Linked DNA regions of Mus musculus: region 2 is linked to region 1. Evidence: chromatin contacts called from public HiChIP or PLAC-seq data. All regions are on one chromosome and are shown on one strand. The core of a region is the stretch at or near the end of the contact, and the rest is flanking DNA. Distances in the headings are between cores, read along the strand shown. Region 1 has its middle 15 kb from the start of Gm34306. Region 2 overlaps Gm4258 (a long non-coding RNA gene).

Region 1 (5,605 bases), core at 2,673-5,172:
ACTGCTTTGAAGTGTATAAAAATCTTAACCAAATTTCAGCTCTCAGCAGAGCATCGATTTACTTGTTAAGGGATATACTTGATTTGATCTATAAAAGGAAAATATTAGCACTTGTGGACACCAGTAATGAGCAAGTGCTTACTGTGGGATTGACTCGATCAAATAAAGACAACACCAACTTTTACCTGGTTCCGTTGGAATGGGGCAATAATAAATGCATTCCAATCAGGAAAGTTAATAGAAACACCCCCCCCCCCCCCAGAATACATGGAAAATCCTGCAAACATTTTAAAGCCAGGAAGTTAAGGTTCTGGCTGCAGAAAGCTGTGGAAATTAGATCCGTTCTAGTCTGCAGTTAAGATTCCGAGATACAGACTCTTGGATCTGTACAAAGGAAGAGGATTCTGGGTGGGTCTTCACAGGCCGTGAATCCACGGTGCTGAGGAAAGGAAGCATGTGTGACTCAGTTGGAGAAGAGCTTGTCTCTTGAACTGTTAAAGATTAGAGCAACAAAATCTGTAGGAAATCAGTCTATGAGCCACCCATGTATTTTATCACTGTATAAAGAGCACATTGGAGAAAGATGGGGAAGGAGTGGCGAGCTCCTGCAGATGAAGAGAAGTTCTGTGACTGCATGAAGATGGAGAATCTTCCATCTTTACGAAGCAGTAAGTGCGTGTCTCACCAGAAAAGAGGTCTGGCGACGACACTTTGCTATCTCCCTTCTAACACTTTCTACCCATCTGATTCCAACCAGACGGTTTCCACAGTCTGGTTTTAATCTAAACTGAAGCCAAATGAGATACTGCATCTTCTCTATGACCATGAAAATTGGTCAAATGTTTTCCAGAATTTTCTTCTTCTTCCTTGGTTTGATTTGAGTGGTGCTGTGGCTTTCAGCTGGGGGATTGTACTTCTTTCTGTAGAATGTAGGGCTGAGGATTCCAAGACCAGAGGGTGGTGTTAAAGAAAAGGCCATGCGTATGTGAAGGGGGACTTCGTCCTACGCCACGACCAGGAATTTTCACTGGTAATTTTGCTTTTAGGGAGTGTCTTTTTCTGGCTTTGGTTTTTAAGGACACCTGCCTTCCTATGATGTAGTTGCAATTATTCCCAACTCTCTCGACATTTTAGAAATGTTAACAGATTGGTAATAACGCCTTATAGAAAATTGTGTTAGAACTCAGCCACGAAGACTTTTAGGTGACGGATTTTTTTGTTTTTATCATTTTCAAAAATCTCCTTTTTAATTGAACTATTTAGATTTCCCTATTTATTCATGAGTCAATATTAGCATGTTAACTTTTAAAACTCTTCCATTTCCTCAGCTTTGCTGGTTGTTGGTGTCTTACTAATACAGAAGAATCTCTTAAAGTCCATTTTATATTTATGGACGTTATCATGACCCCTCCTATTTAAGTTCCAATCTTATTTTCAGTCTAGAGTTCTGGGAAATGAATGGATGGTTTATGTTTTCACTATGCAAACATGAGAAAACATATTCACATGAATGAGATGATACAACATACTGCAAAGGAAGCTAAGTGGTATATAGTCTATTAACCTCTATGTTCAAAACCTGTATGGTATGCTTTTATGCTGAGAAGTCTTGATAATTACAAAACAATGACAAATAATTGTGCGTTGAAACCTATTTAAGCAAATAAATGTGCACTAATAAATAGTATGGAAGAGGGTTGACACTGACCATCAACTTGAAAGGATCAAGATTCACCAAACAGCCCATGGGCATCCCTGTGAGGCATGTGGTTTACTTAGTTGAAGTAGAGGACCTAGGCTAAACATTCCCTAGCCTCTGACTCTGGGACTCAGGAGAAATCTAGCTAAGCCGGGGCAGCCATCGGTTTTTGCTTTGTGGCTGCAGATGCCATGTGTCCATGGCATAAGACTTTTGAAGTCTTATGACCTTCCAACGAGTGATAGACTGAAGTCTCAAACTGTCAGCTGAAAGAAACGCTTCTTTCCTCAGGCTGCTTGGGTCAGTGTTTTAGCACAGCAACAGAATAAAAGCAACTAACACAGCATAAAAAGGAAATTCAGTGTGCCTGTCTGAAGCAGTCTTGAGGAGTGTCCCTCATGGCTGTAGAAGTCAGAGAGTAAATGTGGTGGCCGATCACCTGATTGCCACCTCTTGAGGATCCATACAACCACTTTACTAAAGCTTCATAAAATTTGATAGCCAGTACTTCATTCAAAAATAGATTAGTGTTAGACATGGAATAGGATTTAACATTTTCTCTGCTGGGTTTTGGTCCTGCTTTCTACACCTCTGTTCCTCCCTTTATAATGTGCACATTTATTGTGTAGCACTGAATGTTGTGAGTGTGTAATTCAGGGTTTGCTTTTGTTGCTGTCATCATAAGGGCTTACAGATAATAGTCAGCCTTTGACTTCTGTGGTGGTTTGAATACGCTTGGCCCAGGAGAAGTGGCACTATTACGAGGTGTGGCCTTGGAATTGATGTGGCAGTTGGAGAAAATACATCACTGTGGGGTTGGGGGAGGTCCTATTGTCAAATATATCCAAATGCAGAAGATCCTTGCTGCCTTTGGATCAAGGTGTAGAACTGTGGGCTCCTCCAGCACCATGTCTTCCCACCATGATGATAATGGACTGAACCTCTGAAACTGTAACTTAGCACCAAGTAAATGTTTACCTTCATAAGAAAAAAAATAGATTAGCCTCAACTCATGGTAACTTCTTAATTTATAAACTTTAAAGCTTTGTAACTAATATCTTTTCTCTTATAATAGAACTTATAGAACTTGGCTTAAATCGCAAACACGTTGTACAGCTGCCGAACATATTTTCTCCATATTCATTTGCTCTGCAAGTATTTTTGTATTTGGAAAATGTTTTGCTTGGACTTTCCAAACTCGTTAGTTAAAAAACAAAAGATGCAAATACAACACAGTCCAGGCTTTTCCCAGTCAGGACCACGGAAGCCACTATTGACCACTCTTGTGTCTTGCTACACGGAACAGGATAGGGTAGTAATTTGGATGGGATGTGGCCCATGACTTGGAGGTTTCTGGAATGCTTCATGAGGGACTGTCTATCAGAACGCTGTTTTTCTTAATAACTAGAAAGAGTGCATTATTGAAAATACAGTACATAAAGTAAATAAATCAGTACCAAAGTTGTTTATTATTATTACCAATAACCCACTTCAAGCAAAGATCCTCCTGCTCTTTTTCCATGTATGTGTAAAATTTTCACTCTTCTTTCAGCTGGTCAAGTGTAGCTTCCTTCCAGTGATTTTGTGGGGACAGGGCTGGGAAGATACTTAAAATGATTTCACTTGTTTGAAAGTCACTAAGACCTGCTTTGTAAACCAGTGAGAGATTTCCTGGAGAATGTTCCAACTGTGCTTGGAAAGAACATATGGTGTTTCTCTCTTGAATACAATGTACTGTAGGTATCTGGTGGGACAGGTTCATCTCTTTTGCTGTCAAATATGTTCTTTTCTTTCTTTTCTATCTGGGTGATCTATCCATTATCAGAAGTAAAGAACTGAAGTTCTCTGTTATCACTGCATTCCTGTCTGGCTCTCCCCGACTAGCAGCTATCTCTGCTACTGTTTGCTTTAGTTATTTTTGGTGGCTTGGTGCTAGGTGTGTGTCTGTTTGAGATTATTACGTCCCTTATTAATTATTTCATCCCTTTAATCTTTCTTTTATTTTTTTTTTACTTTCTTGTAGACAGCCGATAGTCAGAATTGGAAGCTAATGACATATATATTCAGCTACTTTATGGCTTTAGATATAAGTGTTAATCCATTCTTTCATATCTCCCTCTCCCTCCCTGTCCTGTGGCTCTCGGCACTCCCTCTCTCCCTTTCTCTCTCTGGTCTTCTGTTGCTGCAATCATAGAGAAGCTCTCTATGACCCTCTGTTGCACCATCCCGGATCACAAGGTCATGCCAGCTGCTGTTCTGCTTTCCATTGTTCTCCACTGCCCCCAGGCCTCCACACTGTCGGTTCGCAGCAGTACTCCAGTTGAGTGGTAAAGTGAGACAGAAACTGTCTATTAGTGAATTCTCAGAAAAGCTGGAACATTGGAGACACACTCACTTCCTCCCCCACCCCCTCTCCTCAGAGAAAAGTCAGGGACTGGGTGCCTTCCCCTAATCTTGCCAAACTTGTGGTCACATGAGGCTGCCAGCTACATTATGCAACTCTCTGTTATCCTCCAACTATGTTGATCCATGGATGTCGGCTGCGAAGTTAGGTGACAGAAATTACTCCTCATATAGTACATCATAAAGTTGAAAATCTGCGTGCATGGCTGCTCTCTGTCCGACAAGAGGGAAGTACTAAGATGAGTCATGAGCTGCAATACATATTAGAGGTAGGGTTGCCATGAGTAAACTGAATTGCTCCCCTTGCTGATTTCAATGCCTGCTTCTCAGCCGAGTGATCTCCTAAGGTATTGCAATTTCTTATTTGATTTCTGGTAACCTTATAAAGATAAATTTGGGTCTTTACATGACTGTTAAATTGGGTGTCTCTGAATAAATTCAAGTGTGCTTTTCTACCTTGTTGATGTCACTCTTAATAGAAATTGTAAACAGCAATTACAACACACACATTAGCTTAAATATTCTCCCAATGTCATCATGTCAACACTCATACTTCAGCTAGAATGGGAGCTCTACAGTGCCGTTGGCACTGCCATGCGCTCCTTTGTTCTCAGCAAGACTTTAATGCTGTGCTGGGCATTCAGAAGTGTCCAACAACGTGGCATGTCACCGTCTCTAAGAGATGGCTAGAAAAACTAAAGTAATCCACAAAGACCACAAAAGGGCAAGCTTTGGGATCTGATCAACCAATATTTTAATTACTCTTCTTAGCTCCCAGGCGATAGGTGAAATGTGCCTTTTCCTTAACTGCACTTTCTCATTAAATAGGGGGAAGTATTATTACTTGATAGCTACTGTTAGCAAGAAAGAGTAAATAAAAGAACTAGGTAACTAAAATAGGTGATGTGTGCTACATTTGGGGTTCTGGATAATAATCAGTAAAATGAAAATAAAATGACAATTTCTTTAAACTGTTGAATATCTAGCAGTTTGTATCCTAAGAAAAATATCAGTGATATTTCTGACAAATAACTATGGTAAGAAATGATAAATTTATTGGGTATTTTATAGCTGAGAATCTATTTACCTTATACAACTTTCTAGTAAATTATTATATAGCTACACAATGAGTCATAATGTATGTAATTGTAGCATATAATCATATATTGTTGTAATTATGTTATTGTATAAAATGTCAGATATGCACTATTCACTCTTTTAAGTCATATTTCAAGAGTGTATTGATAGTACTCTATTATTCAAATATTCACAATAACATAAAACTAACTCCTTATACTTTTTTTTCAGTGTTCTCAAGAAGAACATAGTGTATAGAATAAATAAGTGTTAAACAATGGATTTATTGTCTTAAGGACACAGGCTGGGTAGTTCAGTCTGAGGACCCGGTAGCGGCTCAGTGTGCAAGACTGAGTGCCTGAGGAATTGTAGTCCATCAGTCAAGTTCTGAAGAGCCACGGGTCTTTAGTCTGTGTGTAAAGGATG
Region 2 (6,203 bases), core at 939-3,438, 170 kb before region 1:
CAGCTTTGAGTTTTTCTCACCAGTGTTTTACACATGAAATCTATTTTTCCTTGAGAAAATGGAATCTTTGTGTCTTTGTCTGGAAGGCTCGCTGTGCTCAGGCGTGTTCCGGCAGGAGCTGTGACTGCCAAGGCCCTGGGGGAGGGGCCTGGCAGTCATTTGTCAGCTGTCCTGCATCTGTAATTTCTGGCCACTCAGCACTATCAGAGTCTTAGAAACGGGGCCCGAAGGGTGGGGGAAAGAGCTTGTCATTGATGAAAGACAAACCCCAAATAACTGCCTGATGTTGATGACCAAAGGGAAGAGAGAGTATGAAAAACTTTTATTGTGTCCTTTAATGAAAAGGATTTTCATTTGAAATAGCTAATTTATGAAATTGCACATGGTAACATTTCCAGATCTCAGTCTAGAAAGGCCGTGTCCATATTGTGTTACCAATTTCACTGCTTTTACCTTGGCAAGCGCTCCTGAAAGTATTTTAATTTTCTGCCATTGACTTCTGGTTATTTCTGCTCTTGTGCCCTTGTAACAAAACTGACAGCACAATTAAACATCTGCATTTTAAAACTGGGTTTCTCCCCTGACTATTTTGCTTTGCTTCTAAAATTTCCAGATGTTTTGGGTTCTTTATGATTTTAATGTATGCAAATACATTTGCTTATACTTTAGAGAAAATGGAGAGGGAAGAGAGGGAGGGGAGGGAGAAGAGAGAGACAAAGACAGAGACACAGGGAGACTGAGAGAAACAGAGACAAGACAGAGTATATACTAACTTGGATTGAGCAGAAGAAAAGCTTAGTAATAATACATCAAGCAGCAAATCAATATTTTCCCCGTTTGTAGATTTACATTAGAATACATTGTGGTCCTTAGCACTTTACTATTTTATTTGAATTTTGCAACTCAGTTTTGTGACTAGAATTCGGGATTCACACCTCGGTGTCCTCATAACTGGGTAGAGGCATGCTACTCTCTGTCTTTTCATTTCAGGGAGAGATAAGTTGAGGGGTAGGAGAAGAAACAATGTATTTCAAATGAGCATATGGCTTTGTGGAACTTAAGGGGATTGTCAGTATCTTGCCGGAAGTGTTTGAACGTGAGGTATAAGAGTGTCCCTAACATTTTAAGGAAGTCCATTTCCCATAATTAATAACAGGAAACTGGTAAACAGATTCTTGTGTACAAGTGAATCCAAACGGTAACATAAACGAAAGCAAGGAAAGACCCAAACGCACCTCGTTCATTTACTCCCAAGGATTATGTTGTGGTATCCAAGTGGTTCAGGCCAGAAAGACTTAGGAGATGTGTGTTGCCATAATCCTTGGGAGTAAATGAGTACTCATTTTCCATTCCTGACTGTCTAGGACATGTGCTAGGGAGAGTGCAGCCATTTCTTCCATAGTCTAAGGTCTGCAAGGGATCTCAGACAACTGACATAGTTAGTAGAAAAATGGCAAGTAATTATGAAGGAAGACAATGTATTATAAAAATATTATTTTAATATGTTTAGGCCCATTTCTACTGTATCCTATGGGAGATGGTAAGACCTAGTAAGGGAATTTGTGTACATTTAAGGTGTTTGGAGAAGTCGATGAGTAGATTTGTGAGTCTCAAACTAAATGCATCATTAATTAGACAGATAACAGGGCAGGGCGATTGACCCACTTCTGCACAGAGCTCTGGGCTAAGCTCTCTGAGAACTGACAGGTCTTTATCTTCTAATTGTATCAAAAAATGGGGACTGTCTGATCCCAGCGCTGACCTTGAAAGCAGCAAACTGAAGTGATATATTGTGTCCCTGGGTTTTGGGGTTTTGTTTTCTTTCTTTCTTTTTTTTTTTTTCTTTTTTTTTTTCAGAAATGTTGAATTCGATCTCAAAGTTTGAAGTTTCAAAAGCAGAATTAGCTGCTTTATTTATATTGAATTTTTAGAGTGAATCATTTCCTCTCTGAAGGGGAACAAAGGCCTGTAAGAGAAAGGCGATTGCCCTGCAAAGGTTAAACATAAGACACAGCCCAACTAAAAGTGCATCCTTACTTCTGTAAGATGGGGAGAAAAAGAAGGAAAGCTAACCAAGGTGAGGGTCAGTTTCATTTATTAGGTCCATGCAGTGTAAGTGAGAATGCATGCTACCCATGCTATCAGAGCAGACACAGCTCCACGGTACCAGGGAGCTGCAGACATCAGACCAGGCCTTAGTTCCAGAAAGACGAGGCTAAACAATGCTCTGCATGGCAGGGCTTCTGGGATGCACAGACTCATAGATGACCCTGGACTTGTAAACCTTGCCATCTTAGCCAACCCGTCAGCACCTATAGAGTTAAAGCAGAGAAGTTGCACTAAACATTAAATAGGCCTAAATATTAGTGTGTTTGTGTGTGCACACACATGCTTGTGCACAGGCATGCACACGTGCTCGCGTGTGTACGTGCATATGGATAAAAAGAAGTGGATATGTCTCAATTTATCTATCTAGCATGTACATTATCTGTGTGAATTTTAAGCAATGAAGTGAGTATGTAAAAACACTTAAATTGGAAAAATAAGAATGCAATTTTGTCAAGTTGGATAAAATAAAGATATGGTTTTGCTAAACCAAAGATAAGATAATTTTCTAGGCTGTTAAATCTTAGAAAGCCTAGAGGTAAGAAATATATGCAAAAATTAAAGTGAAATATTTAAGGCATATTTTGTTAAGGATAAGATGGACAATGTACAGGGTTGATTATTAGCAAAATTTCAACAGTGTAGTATTCTCTCAGATCTCCATAGAGACAGATGCATGCTAGTTATACGTTGATATTTTAGAAATCATAAAATATGTTCCTTTGTATTTAAAGTAAAGATCCTCACTGGAAGCTTTTTAAGGATAAAGTACAAGGTTTATTACTTAGTTTTAAACTATTATTTAGTTTAAATACTAAATATAATTTTACATGAAAGCAAATGAGGGCTGTAGTTATAGATATGTAATCAAGTGAGTGCTGTATGTGGGTTTGAACACTCTGAGATTGGGGAAGGAGAGGGAGGGAAGGAGAGAGGGAGAGAGGAGAAGAAGGAGGAGGAAGAAGATGAAGAGGAGGAAGAAGAAATTAAAATTATTTATTTTTTACAGGATCATTCACTCTGTCGTATGCTCATGCTGTAATATTTAAAGATGTTCATTTGTGAAAATCCTTTGTCCTAAGAAGTATGTAGTTGCTGTGAGTTAGTGTTCAGTAGAGTGATCAAAGCCACCAAGACCTGGTTAGGCTGATTTCTCAGGTTGTGTAGAACTGTTGATGGCTGTGACAACGGTTCTTCCTTGCGCTGACGCCAGTAGAACATAATGGTTAAGACCCTCAAAGAGGCTAACAGGGGAAATTTAGTATATTTTAAAAAGAGAACCACAAAAGGCCTTGTGCATAATTGTCACACCAAATCATCTTCTTGGTCTAGGAAAGTACTAAGACTGTAGTGGTGGCTCTGTGTATCATCCACACACGAGGGGACCGAGACAAGGAAGAGCATCACACTTGGAAGCAAGCTTAGTCTCCAGGTAAGTTCTAGGGCAGCCTGAGCTACAGATGGAGAATCCATCGCAGAACACAAAACAACAAAATTTGCTTTACTTCTTAAAAATGACATGTAGAAGAAAACAATATTATAGTGTATGAACTATAATATTGTGTATTCCCCCGGAGTTGGACAAATGTCTATATCAAAAGGGGCTGTTAGCGTAGGTCAGTGGAGGGCTGACTGACTCGAGTATACACGACCCTTGACTGAAGAGCTAAGATTTATAAAGCAAAGTCTTTATTTAGGTCTACGGAAATGATCTCAGCTCAGTTTCAAACAATATGGACACCAGTTTCACTCTCCTGTTTGTTCATCCCTTCAGTGAGTGACAGATGGTTTCTCTGTCTTCTCTTCTATTTTTCTCCTGCTTCTCATTTATTTTTCAGTAACCTGTTTCAAAAACACCGAGAATCTGCTTCCTGGGTCTTGAGTCTGCTATTTGTTTATGTACAAATTTTCTTTTGTCCATACTTAAAAGAGATAAAAATGCTTGCATATAGAAGGAAGCTAGCAAGAATTAGCCTTAGCAACAATGTAACACAACTGGTTCAGAACGAATTTGTAGTAGGAGCCAGAAGGCTTCTGTAGTTTGAAAAGTATCAACTGGGCCTTGGGCTAGCCTCATGAACAGAATACACGGAAGAGGAGTGAAGTAGCTAGTGCTTTGGTGTATTTCTTTCACATAATTCAGAAGTTTGGACATTCCCTTCCTGTTCCTTCTGAAGATTGCTTATCATCAAGCAAACATCTAAGACTGTCTCACAGTACCCCAAACAGGGATGTTCTTTCAAATTCTGGAGATCCTTTTGTCTTGCGTTTTTGTGTATTTAAGTGACCACATCCCTACACATTTCCTGTCTTTGTCATTTTTTTCTAAACACTGTAACCTGTAATATACACTGGGCCCACAGGAAGAAATTATGTTATTTTGTTAATAATGTGCTAGCAGCAGACATTATTAAGACAGAGGAGCAATTTTTAACATCTTTTCAATCATAAACAAATGATGGTTGTAATGGCCCTGCACTGAACTAACAATTAAAATTTTACAGGCAGTATAATTATAGGTCAGGAATGGACATATATAATGTAATTAAATATCAGAATAACACTCATTTTTCCCATGATAAATAACAGAATCTACTCAAGATATATTAAAAAGAATTGTCTGCCTCATAACAAGAGCCAGTAAGGTTTCATTGCTGCCAGAGAATTTCTTCCTTCAGCTGCCCCTTTCCCACCATTTACAAATAGAATCAAATCCACTTGGCTAGACATGGAAAATTGTGTTTATAAATTCTAATTTTAGAAAGCAAAAATACAGCATTTGTCTTAGTGGCTTAACAAGTATTCATAACAACCCCACCTATAGTACATTTTTAAAAAACTAATTGAGCCCTGTTTGTTTTTGACAAAAGTCTATAGCATTTCAGAAGGCAATTTTAAGTAGAAGTTGTGTTATTATTATTATTATTATTACTATTATTATTTAAATCTAAGTAAGAAACATAAATGTTGCTTGAAAAGAGTCCCAATATTAATGAACTCTGGATTCTCAGAATAGTCTGTAGAAAAACCAAGCACACGTGATTCATCTCAAATTTTGCTTGCTGCCTGATAAATGATTTGTTGAAAACTTATTCTCACATGAGACACATGCTTTCCTTCGCAGAAAATGAGAGAATGCGCGGGCAGCTCTTGAATTGAATGGGTGCTACACCATTTGGCGTGGGCTGCAGCTGCTCCAGAGAGTTTTCAGTTCTGCTTTTCAGGGTGATGGGACATGCTTACGCCCACCTACAGATGAGCAGGCAAAACACCTCTGCCTGGGTCTAGAGATTCTTAATTCCCTCCCTAAGTACCAATCACTCTTAAAAACAGGCGGTGTGCCTATATATATGGCAAGTCTGATGACTTCACTGGATTTTCACATTTCCTAGGGGAGGAACAGTCATCTTTAGTCCTTTATATCAAAGAAGAACAGGGGTATTGGAGGACAAAATTCTGCCTCCACCCTCTGGTTATCATACCAACTCCTATAGTTCTAGACTAAAAGTTATTTCGCTAAAATGCTCAAAGCAATACCATTGAAATTAAATTTACTTTTTCCTTTAGTCATATTTTCTTTTATCATTCATCATGAAGTAATATGTTTTAAAAGAAAATTTTTCCTAACACTGTGGATTATAGTAGTAATTAGCAGTACACTGTATTTACCAAAATACTTTCTTTATTTTCATGTCATGTTGTTAATTTCCCATCTGTAATCTAAGAAGTATTCGTCTATGGCTTGATGTTCTGTGGAAAAAAATATCTTTTATGCTTGTTATAGGCTTAGTAAATTTAAATGTTCAAAATATTTGCAGTTGTAAGAGATAGAATATTTTAATTAGATTGGAACCTGCTGGACCCTGAGCCTGAAGAATGTTACCACATTCTATTGTCCTCTTCCCTGTACCCACTGGGATCATCAGAAAAAAAGAAATGCAACTCTTCTATAATCTTTTCAAAATTATATAAAATTTGCAACAGTGCTTAAGCATCCGGGAATTTCATAAATATTATCTCCAAAGAGACAGAATCGAGCACCAATAGCTCTGACAGAACAAGTGATTACAAACTACACTTCAGCAAGTGTGTGCGCG

Evidence for each region. HiChIP or PLAC-seq counts read pairs in DNA pulled down with a chosen protein or histone mark.
Region 2: an H3K4me3 HiChIP or PLAC-seq map of bone marrow-derived macrophages shows a contact between it and region 1, with 2.3 times the contacts expected there. The contact joins two enhancer-like sites. A contact is called at or near these places in 2 of 484 Hi-C or Micro-C datasets (the 63-12 cell line and macrophages) and 2 of 115 datasets of contacts at active chromatin or transcription factors (acute myeloid leukemia and bone marrow-derived macrophages).

The regions. Positions count from the first base shown.
Region 1 is chr1:137,750,213-137,755,817 of GRCm38.p6, reverse strand. No RefSeq gene overlaps it. Among named protein-coding and RNA genes, the nearest start is that of Gm34306, 15 kb to the left of the region's middle. Within about 2 kb of position 3,922, at least 71 of the 459 cell types and tissues checked have an H3K27ac peak or open chromatin away from gene starts, as enhancers often do. A contact at or near this core is called in bone marrow-derived macrophages, where this site is marked.
Region 2 is chr1:137,922,031-137,928,233 of GRCm38.p6, reverse strand. Gm4258 (a long non-coding RNA gene) reads right to left here. Exons shown (of 3, transcript XR_003948014.1): 2 at 1-6,203. Among named protein-coding and RNA genes, the nearest start is that of Gm4258, 27 kb to the right of the region's middle. Within about 2 kb of position 2,188, at least 19 of the 459 cell types and tissues checked have an H3K27ac peak or open chromatin away from gene starts, as enhancers often do. A contact at or near this core is called in bone marrow-derived macrophages, where this site is marked.